2 separate regions of the Oryctolagus cuniculus genome follow, and region 2 is linked to region 1. Evidence: chromatin contacts called from public Micro-C data. All regions are on one chromosome and are shown on one strand. The core of a region is the stretch at or near the end of the contact, and the rest is flanking DNA. Distances in the headings are between cores, read along the strand shown.

What was found. A called contact is a pair of places that touch in the nucleus more often than the background predicts.
Region 2: a Micro-C map of ear pinna shows a contact between it and region 1, with 5 times the contacts expected there. The contact joins the promoter of SLC35A3 here to the promoter of TRMT13 in region 1. A contact is called at or near these places in 2 of 6 Hi-C or Micro-C datasets (ear pinna and psoas muscle).

Annotation. Positions count from the first base shown.
Region 1 is chr7:70,184,835-70,190,375 of mOryCun1.1, forward strand. TRMT13 (tRNA methyltransferase 13 homolog) reads right to left here and starts at 3,348. Exons shown (of 11, transcript XR_011390552.1): 1 at 3,076-3,348. SASS6 (SAS-6 centriolar assembly protein) reads left to right here and starts at 3,393. Exons shown (of 17, transcript XM_002715837.5): 1 at 3,393-3,638. The coding sequence starts at 3,574.
Region 2 is chr7:70,358,207-70,363,747 of mOryCun1.1, forward strand. It overlaps SLC35A3 (solute carrier family 35 member A3), which reads right to left and starts at 2,108. Exons shown (of 8, transcript XM_008264828.4): 1 at 1,840-2,108.

The sequences.
Region 1 (5,541 bases), core at 2,098-4,597:
GCCACTGCCTGTGATGCTGGCGTCCGTTTGAGTCCCGGCTGCTTAGCTTCTGATCCTGCTCCCTGCTAATGGCCTGGAAAAAACAGCAGAAGATGACCCAACTGCCTGGGGCCCTGCTAGCCACATGAGAGACCCAGAAGAAGCTCCTGGCTCCTGGATTCGAACTGGCCCAGCCCCAGCCATTGCAGCTACCTAGGGAGTAAATCTGTAGAAGAAAGATCTTTTCTCTCCTTCTGTCTTTCCCCCACCTCTCTGTAACTCTTTCAACTAAATAAATAAATCTTAAAAAAAAAAAAAAAAAAAAAAAAAAGAAGAAGAAGAAGAAGAAGAAAGAGAGAAAGAGAGAGAGACCAGGATGGAGTTTCTGGCTCTTGGCTTCAGCCTGGCTTACAAACATTTGTAAAGTGATCCAGCCAATGGACGATCGATCTCTCTCTCTCTCTCTCTCTCTCACTCTCTCTCTCTCTTTTCCTTTATCATTTCACCTTTCTAAAAATGAGAAAATCTTTAAAAAATAAAATAAAATTTGTTTGAGGTGAAAAACAGTTTCTCAACCTTGGCACTATACACATTATGGGTTGGGTAATTTTTTGGGTGGGGTAGAGGTTGTCCTGTGCCTTGTAAAAGGCTTAGCTGCTTCTCTGGCCTCTACCCCTAAGATGCCAGTAATGCCCTCCATTTGTGACAACCAAAATGTCATTTTTTTTTAAAAGATTTATTTATTTTGGGGCTGGCACTGTGGCATTGTAGGCTAAGCCTCCGCCTACATGCCAGGATCCCATATGGGCAACAGTTCACATCCCGGCTGCTTCTCTTCCTATCCAGCTCTCTACTTCTAACCTGGAAAAGCAGTAGAAGATGGCCCAAGTGCTTGGGCCCTTGCACCCGTGTGGGAGACCCGGAAGAAGCTCCTGGCTTCTGGCTTCAGATTGGCCCAGCTCCAGCTGTTGCAGCAGCTTGGGGAGTAAACCAGCAGATGGAAGACTTTTCTCTGTCTCCCCTCTCTCTGTAACTCTACCTCTCAAATAAAGTTTTTGAAAAAAATATTTATGGGGACGGCGCTGTGGCTCAATAGGCTAATCCTCCGCCTTGCAGCGCCGGCACACCGGGTTCTAGTCCCAGTCAGGGCACCGGATTCTGTCCCGGTTGCCCCTCTTCCAGGCCAGCTCTCTGCTATGGCCAGGGAGTGCAGTGGAGGATGGCCCAAGTGCTTGGGCCCTGCACCCGCATGGGAGACCAGGAAAGGCACCTGGCTCCTGGCTTCGGATCAGCGCGATGCGCCGGCCGTGGCGGCCATTGGAGGGTGAACCAACGGCAAAAAAAAAAAAAAAAAAAGGAAGACCTTTCTCTCTGTCTCTCTCTCTCTCACTCTCTCACTGTCCACTCTGCCTGTCAAAAAAAAAAAAAAAAGATTTATTTATATGAAAGTGAGAGATACAGAGAGGAGCAGAGCCATAGAGAGAGAGAGAGAGGGAGAGAGTGAGATCTTCCAGCCCCTGGTTCACTTCCCAGATGGCTGCTACAGCTGGGGCTGGGCCAGGTGGCAGCCAGGAGCTTCTTACAGGTCTCCCATATGGGTAGCAGGGGCCCAACTTCTCCTGCTTTTCCCAGACCATTTGCAGGGAGCTGGATTGGAAGTGGAATAACTAGTGCCCATATGGGATGCCAGTGTCTTACGTGGCTGCTTCACACACTACGCCACAACACCAGCGCTAAAAAATGTCTTTAGACATTGCCAGGTATCCACCTTGAGACAAAATTATCCCTGAAAACCACTAGAAAAAATTAGTACAAGTAATATTATCATATATATGATTTTTTTAAAAAAAGATAAAAGTCACAATACCTAGTTCCATCAAAAATTACAGATTCAGGAAGATGGCCACAATTAAAAATCTAAGCATGGCCTTGGAAAGTGTTTCTATTTGGTCTTTCCAGTCTTTCTTTAAGGGACTAATAACTAGCTGTCATTCCACTCCAGGAATACCAACCAGCTTGTAAGGACTTATCCATGTCCTATTACTATCACTCTCTGCAGACGCCTTCCAGATATCTGAATAAGGTGAAGTCTAAAGTCTTGTAACAGAGGTGGAACAAACTCTTACAATCAAGAATCTCATTCTTCAACAAAGGAATGTTTGCTGTTCCCTCAAAACCAACGAATACAATCTGGGTATATTTCAGAGTTCCTGCAATAAGCCGCTCTCTCAAACTCCAAAACACGAAGGTGCTTGTTTCAGTATGCTTCACTCTAGGTAAATATCAGTCAAACTAAAATAGGAAGTAAGTCATGGCTATGATGGACAGTAGCAGGGGAAGGGGTCCAGGAGACAGACTGACACGGGATATTACTAGAAGCATAAACTAAGAAAGGAACACAAATTATATTAAAGGCATGAACCAGATGCTGGTCTATCTGGTTTATTCTTTCTAATCTTATCAGTTATGCTCTTTCTTTCAGCACCTACTCTTACTTTCTTATCACATATATGTATGTGTATCTTCTAAAGTGATACAGAATTGTTCCATAGCACAATTATAACAGTATTATCACACAAAATTCTACATTTTTCTATTCTAAAAGGACAGTTCTTATACATTTAAAATTTTTCCCTTCCGCATGTAAGCAAACTAGTCATAAATCGCTTTCTAAGGATTTTAAATGTAAATACATTTTTAAAGATCCTCAACCGCATTCATGAAAAGTGGCTACTGTCCACGAAACAATGCTTAGATCAGTGTTCTCGGGACTTCCATCACTACTTTTTCTCAACTATCATTTCCCATTAGGACAGCAGAGGGGTGCAGAGTGCAAGGAGTAAAATTAAAATCTAGCATTAGCACGATTTAGGATCGAGGTAAACGGACCACGGCTAGCCTTTCATTTACTGAAAGAACAGAACACACTGCTCATCACTGCTCCGCAGGGTGAGAACTGCGTTCATTTAAAACAAACGGTGGAGAATCCAGGGCACAGAAGCAGAAACCTGTCAAAGAGGGGAGGGGCGGGGTTCCAGCACCGACGGGACAGAGAAACTTATTTCCGAATCTCGGGAGAGTAGGGCGATACCAGACCTCCGCGGCTCCGGCGTGTTCGCCACAGAACCTTTTCCCGGCGGCCACCACCATCCTGCAGAACCGCTTCTTCTTTTCCACAAAGTAACCGCATCTACCTTCCGCTGGAAAACCAGTCGCCGGCGGGGTGGGCGCAGAAGCCGCCATAATCCAGGACCCGCTTCAGGTGGCGAGCATAGAGTGACGAGAGGGAAACTTGTCAGCTTCCTCCGCGTCCCCTTCCCTTAACAAACATGGTGGCCTCACGTCCCGCCACATAGGCTAATGCCCGGAACTTCCGAAACAGCTCTTCCCAGGCTCCAAAACCGGAAGAAGCTGATGGTGGCTGACGAGGTCCAAACTTCTTACGCCTCTCCTGTTTCTCTTTCCCCGCCTACTCCGCCGCTTCGGAGCGCCAAACTCAAACTACTCTAATCAGAACCCGGACGCCTTTCGGGCTAGTACCGAGGGCAGGGCCTCTTGGACTTTTCCGCGCATCGGCCGGGGCTGCGGTCCAATATGAGCCAAGTTCTCTTCCAGCAGCTGGTTCCGTTGCTGGTGAAATGCAAAGACTGCGAGGAGAGGTGAGGTCGGCGCCAGCCAGTGCCCGCGGGTGACGGTTGTGGTCGGGCCAGTGGGGAAAGATGGCGGCCCTGGCCGGTGGGCACCGGCCTGAGGCTGGGTGTCTCGCCGGCCCCCGGGGGCGCTCAGAGGGAACCCAGCTGGGACCCAGGGGTTACCTCTCGCACCGAGTTGGCCGTTGCAGGGGGGACGCCAAGGGTGTGGGGATATGGGAAACCGACTCACACCAGGTTAATATCAAAAAATCTCCGCTCTGCTGGGAATCGTGGAGATGATATCCCTACTCCTTTTTGGCAAATAAGCGCTCCAGCCCAGAAAGATTCAGTAGGCCCGAGGGAGTTCATGGCAGGGCCAGCACCAGAACCGAGGCCTGGCTCCCAGCCTTTCCCGCATTTTCCTTGGAAATATGTTGGGAGCTAATTTTTAAGGTACAGCTAAAAAAAATGTAATTTTGTTGGTGCACTTTGAGCTGTTCACATGTTACTTAAACATAAAAATAACGTTCAACCGACAGCAGTGAGAAAATTAGAAACTTTATTATTTCATTGAGGAAATACCGAAACCTTACCGGGCACTGAGGATGGCCAGGAAAAAGGCCTTTTCTTGAGTTTTACAGTCTCATGGAGGAAAAAAAGGCTTGTGTCGCCATAAATGTAGAATTGCCACTTGGAGTAAGGCGGTGATGATATTTGGGCTTCAAAAAAGAGATTTGACTTGAGGGTGGGAGGCTTAATTGCCCCTCCTCCCAGGATGTTCAGCCACTAGTACTCTCAGCTTCTCAGAGTGTTAACTCTCTTCATTTGTGAAACTGATATACCAGTACGCCCATCCACATAGTTGTAATGAAGTTCGAGTGTGAAAATGTAAGTAAAAACTAAATGGTGTGGAAATGCAACATAAAAAAAGAGATGGCATTGATATATTAAGTTGTTAGTAATGTGAAATTAGTTTATAGCTTAGAATTAGATCCATAACCACTGGGCAAGCCAGATCGGAGATGATACCAAGATCAGCTGCTGCATATGGAAATCTGTAGGTTATTTTAGTCGTATATTGTTTTGTGCTGTCCAGTGTGGTAGCTATTAACCGCATGTGGTTGGTTATGGGACATTTTGCAATGGACCTGATCCAGATGGATGTGCTGGAAGTGTAAAATGCACCATAGATTTTGAAGACTTGCTATACAAGAAGAATATAAAAATTTTATATTGTTAATGAGTTAAAATGGCACTCTTTTGGAGTTTAATTAAATAGTATTAAAATTAATTTTCACTTTAAACTTTTTTAATGTGACTTTTAGGTAATTTATTACCATACACATGGCTCACATTTGTATTCTGCATTGTGTCTCTATTGGGCAACACTGTTCTAGAATGATTATACAAATAAAAGAAAAGAAAGGGGGGCATTACTTCTGACTCCAGTATTGAATCTCTTAGTGCTGCTCCATTGCTGTGTGATGACAGTTAATCTGAAAGCACAACCCTTTTGCTCTGCCTGTTTAGGAACCTTTTTTGTACAATAGTCCTTTAAAAAAGTTCATGAACAAATGGAATTAAAAGATACACAAAAATGTTTTTGTGATGCATAGTTTTTTCATCATATACCTTTCTGTGAACTTTTTGAACATCCCTTATATGCATGGATGTCAAGATATCTTTGCACCAAAAAGTAAACTTACCTTTGAATTTCAGTTTTCCACAAAGTTTTTGTAGTATCCTTGTATTCCTTTCAGCTGTGGCAGGGGTCACCAAACTGGAACCTGTGGGCCAAATAGCCTGCTGTTTTTGCTTTGTAAATAAAGTCTCGCTGGAACAGAGCCAAGCTTATTTATGAATTGTCTGTGGTTGCTTCTGCTCAATAAGAGCAGCGATGAATAATCGTCAGTGACAGGCACCTCATGGC
Region 2 (5,541 bases), core at 858-3,357, 170 kb after region 1:
GCCCCTGGCTCTTGCCTGGCCCAGCCCAGCCACTGAAGCCATTAAGACAGTGACTCAGTGAATGAAAGATTTTCCCTCTCTCTGTCTCTCTGCCTTTGAAATAAAACAAGTAAATGCTTTGTTTTGTTTAAAAGAAAAAAAAAAAAAGTAGTAGTAGTACAGGAAAGGGGATTTGACCTGGAGGTTAAGATATCTCTTGGGTGGTCTTCATCCCATAATCAAAATGTCTGGGCCCAATATCCTCCACTTTTTTTTTTTTTTTTTAAGATTTATTTATTTATTTGAAAGGCAGAGTTACAGAGAAAGAGAGGTCTTCCATCCACTGGTTCACTCCCCAAATGGCCACAACGGCCAGAGCTCAGTCAATCCGAAGCCAGGAGCCAGGAGCTCCTTCCCGGTCCCCCCGCAGGTGCAGGGGCCCAAGGACTTGAGCCATCTTCTACTGCTTTCCGGCAATCATTAGCAGAGAGCCGGAACAGAAGTGGAGCAAACTCAAACCGCGCCTGCATGGGATGTAGGCACTGCAGGCAGTGGCTTTACCCACTACACCACAGTGCTGCCCTCTCCCCACTCCACTCTGGATTCCTCATGTGGATCCTGGGAAGCAGTAGGTGATGCCCCCACCCGCCACCCACGTGGAAGACCAGGACTCATTTACTGACTGTGGTCTTTAGCCTGGCCCAACCCTGGCTGTTGAGGGCATTTGGGAAGTGAACCAGCAGATGCTAGCATTCTGGCTCACTCATGCTCTCTCTCATAATTAAATAAAAACTGAATGAATGCATAAATAAATTGTAATTTAAAAAATAGTATGGGGGGGTGACTAGAAGTGGGACAAGCTGAGGGTAGCAAGTTCAGTTTGGAGGCTACTGCTATAGTCCAAATAAGAGGAAAGAAGAGCCTATTTAGCACAAAGGTCCTGAGGATGAAAAAGGAAAGAACAGAATCTGAGATGCTGAAGTAGAACCAACACCTGGGAGGAAAGTTAGGATCCCAAATACCAATTTGGAAATCACCCCCGGGATTCAAGAAAACAACCTGAGTTTACCACAGTAAGAGCACCAAATTGGAAACTATGAAATTTCATCTGTAACTACCAGTTGAAATGTTGGCTTTCAAAGAATAAAAAAAAAGACTTAACTCTCATTCCATTTTCAAACACTGACGTTAAGAGAACATAATACAACACTTCAACTTCTACTACAAAGTCACGAAAGGACATCGACATTATTCTTTAACTCGTGTGCACCAACCTTCCTGAAGGTGGAGGTGAAACCCTCCCTCTTCACTCCCCCCCCATCGCTACCCCCACACCTGTCCTGCCGGGAATCTCACGCGGCCTCAAACAGCCCTCGTTTTCCTAACAGCCTCACCAAGGGCATCCTTTCCATTTCTTGAAGTCCCTGCTTCTTGAGCGCAGGGTCCTCCTCGGGTGGATCCGTCCACACCACCGGGTTACACACCCCCCGGGAGCTGCAGCAGGGATCGACCCCAGCCTGCAGCCCGGCCGCTGGGCTCGGCGCGCCCCGGGCTCTGAGGCACACACAGCCGTTTTCATTCGCTTGACACACCCCTCTCCTCAAGACCTGTTTCCTCCTCCACCCAGCACATTCCGCACGTCGTCCGATGGGGATACAAGGCGTCACTTCATCGGCTCCCTCCCCAGTTTAGCCAGGACTTCAGATCGCCCACCCAGACCGCTTCACCCAGACTGACTTCTCATCAAGCCCGGCCCCCACCCAGCACGCCGCCCCCGGCTGCCGCCAGGAGCTGCCGGCGCCGCCCCGCAGCCGCCGGCCTCCGGGCGTCCGGCCCTAGCCAGAAGCACTCATCGCTCACCTCCCGCGCAGCTCCTCCGGCTGCGCGCACTGGGGGCTGCGGCTCAGCAACGCCGGGCGACCCAGGCTGCCGAGTCGGCCGGGTCCGCCGCGACCGCTGACCCGCAGCGCCGCCAGCTCCCGCTGCCGTCGCTGTTGCCAGCTTGGTGCAGCCCTGGCGTTTCCGGGTTCCCGCGGTCCCGTCCTCCAAATGCTCCGGCTTCCGCCTCGGCCCGGGCAAACGGCGTTCCCGGCTCGGCTGTGGCGGCCCCAGCTTCGCTCTTGCCAGCTCCGACCCTTAAGGCGACGGCTCCTGTCCCGGTCCGCTAGCGGCCCCCGGTGCCGGCTTCACCGCCGCGAGACCGCTGGAGGCACTGCTTCCTGTGGACTCTCCCGCGAGGGGACAAGGCAGACAGAGTGACTCTCGCCACGGGCTTCTGCGGGACTGTCCCGCCGCCGAGGGTGCTTTTGTGACCAGTTGCTAAAGAAAGGACAAAGTCCTTTAGGGCAAAGGACCCTGAGAGTGAGTGGGGAGGCGGATCCCCAAGCAAATGAACACGCTCCTAAAATTGGCAGTGATCTGAAAGCAACTAAGATTCGCTGTGGCACACGCTGCGAACCAGTAATCTGGAAATGACCGCTGCTCCCACCCTGAAACCCAAAGCGGTGCCACCAGTGAGCCTAGTGCCATTAACCAAGAAAAAAAAAAAAAGAGCAGACAGATCTGGAGTCAGAGGCTCCCAGAGTTAAAAGGGACTGACCCCTCTCTGGTTGACCCCTTTCACAACATTTATTTATTTTTATTTACTTATTTTGTATTTATTTATAAGGGGAGAAGGGGGGAAGGGGAGAGATAGAAAAGAGAGATCTTCAATCTGATGGTTCATTCCCTAATTGTGGGCAACAGCTGGGGCTGGGCTAGGCAGAAGCCAGGAGCCCAGAATTCAGTCCAGGTCTCCAAAGTGGGTGGCAGGGACCCAAGTATTTGAGCCATCACCTGCTGTCTCCCAGGGTGTGCATTAGCAGGAAGTTAGAATTGGGAGTGGAGCCAGGATTCCAGCCTAGGCACTCTGACCTGGAATGCAGGTGATCCAAGCCACATCTTCACTAGGCCAAATACCTGCCCCAACATTACTTTTTCTCTTCAACATTACTTTTTGAAGACTTTCCAATATCTTTATTGAGAATTCTCCAGCCGCTGCATACCAATCTGGTGATGGACTGACTGAAATTAATATTCTAATTCTAGTTTGATTTTCAAATAGTAGAACAGGATAATGTCTTTCCTGTTAACACATTGCTGCTATAAATTAATCCCATGGTCTATTGGTATTGCAAATGATTAAAACTGTGGAGCTGGCACTGTGGCGTAGTGGGTAAAGCTGCTGCCTGCAGCACCGGCATCCCATATGGGCGCTGATTTGAGTCCCGGCAGCTCCACTTCTGATCTGGCTCTCTGCTGTGGCCTGGGAAAGCAGTAGAAGATGGCCCCGGTCCTTGGGCCCCTGCACCCACATGGGAGACCTGGAAGAAGCTCCTGGCTCCTGGCTTCAGATTGGCTCAGCTCCAGCAGTTGCTGCCGTTTGGGGAGTGGACCAGAGGATGGAAGATTCTCTCTCTCTCTCTCTGCCTCTCTGCCCTTCAAATAAATAAATGAATCTTTAAAAGAAAATGATCAAAACTGTATCCAAGACAGACCAAAAAAAAAAAAAAAAAAAAAGGAAAGAAAAGAAAATTAAATACCATGTTAGAATGGAATTACTGGGTTTAAATTTTTCTGTAATATGTTGAGAAAACTCATGGGTGGTAAAATATGTATTGGAACTTAATACTTATCCAGTTGTATTTTTTTTAATTTATTTATTCAAAAGAGTCTTGGAGTGGGTAGGGGAGGGGCAAGACATGAGAGGGAGAGATCCTGCGAGTGCTGGTTTACTCCATAGATGGCTGCAAGAGCTGGGCCAGGCCAACGCCAGGAGCCAGAAACTTTATCTCCCATGTAGGTGGCAGGGGCCCAAACACTTGGGCTGATTTCTGCTACTTTTCCCAGGTCATTAGCTGGAGTGGAAGAGGAGCAGCCAGGACAGGATCTGGCATGCATATGGAATATCAGTGTCACAGATGGCCACTTAACCTATGCCAGAGTGTTGGCCCTGTACAATTGTTTTTGAAACTAAAATGTGCCTGGTATGTGATAACAGCTAAGTACTTTTCTAAGATCCTTGTGTGTGTGTGTGCGTGTGTGTGTGTGTGTGTGTGTGTGATACTTATAATAGATACTTATTTAGAAAATGTGATACTTATAATAGATACTTATTTAGAAAATAGTAGTGCTTGTATATACTTGTGGGTATAAGTGGGTATATCTTAAAAATGCATCAGTCAGAAAAATACACCTTATAAATACATTGCTTTTTTAAAAAATTACTTATTTATTTGAAAGAATTACATAGAGAGAGGAAGTTACAAACAGAGAGAGAGAGAGAGAGAGAGAGAGAGAGCGCTCCATCTACTGGTTCTCTAACCAGATAGATGCAATGGCTGGGGCTAGGCCAGGCCAAAGCCAGGAGCTAGGAGTTTCATACAGGTCTCCCACATGGGTGGCAGGGGCCCAAGTACTTAGGCCATCCTCTGCTGCCTTTCCCAGGCCACCAGTGGGAAGCTGAATAGGAAGTGGGGCAGCCAGAACACAAACAGGCACCCACATTGGATGCTGGCATCTCAGGCAGCAGCTTTACCCACTACTCCACAACGCTGGTCCCTAAAAGTACATTCTTTAGAAAAAGGAAAGACCTTTCAGTTTGTTCAGAAAGCTTTAAAATAGTGAGTAATGGAAGCCCTTATAATTGTGAAACAGTAACATATACTTTGTCACCTTGGATGGGCCTGAAATAAAGAATGACCAAAAATCTGTGTAAACAAAAGCAACAATGAAAATAGAGCACTGAATGTAGGAGCCCTACAAATGATGAAGTGATGTAAAAGCATGATCCCCGAAGCCTTTTATAAATAACGAGTTGTTCTGAGTTTTCCTATGCACACCATGTACAGTACCTATTCCCATTCCTTTCCTTGTGCCATCCATGAAGTGCAGAATACTTTTCCTTACATTTGTTATCGGTGGCCCTATCTGACTCCTAGGTCTCTGTTTGAATAGCATCATTCCATACTTAAAAGCATTTTTCTGCCCCCTTCCTGCTAGGAGTCTGAACCTCTTCTTTGTGGTCTCCTAGCATCCCAAGGCATCCCGTGTATATATACATAATTTTTCTTCATTGTATTCTGATTCTGGTTTCTTTGATCTTCACACAGTACTTTCTCTAAAGTTAATGCTATCCTATTTATGTTTTTATCTCTCACAACTAGCATAGTTCCTAGTGCATAGAAATTCTCTCTACATATATATATATAATATTCATTATTATTGTTTATTTGTTTATTCAAAAGGCAGAGCCAGAGAGAGAGAGAGATTGAAATATTCCGTCCATTGTTTCACTCCCCAAATGGCCACAACAGCTGGGGGTAGGCCAGGCTGAAGCCAGGAGCAAGGTACTCCATCCAGGAATCCCACATTGGTGGCAGGGGCCCAAGTACCTGGGCCATCATTTACTGCCTACCACGTTGTGTATTAGCAGGAAAACTTCTGGGAAGCAGAGGTGGATGCAAACCCAGGCACCCTGACAAGGTGAGGATGTCCCAACTGGAAGCCTAATTCATTGAGCCA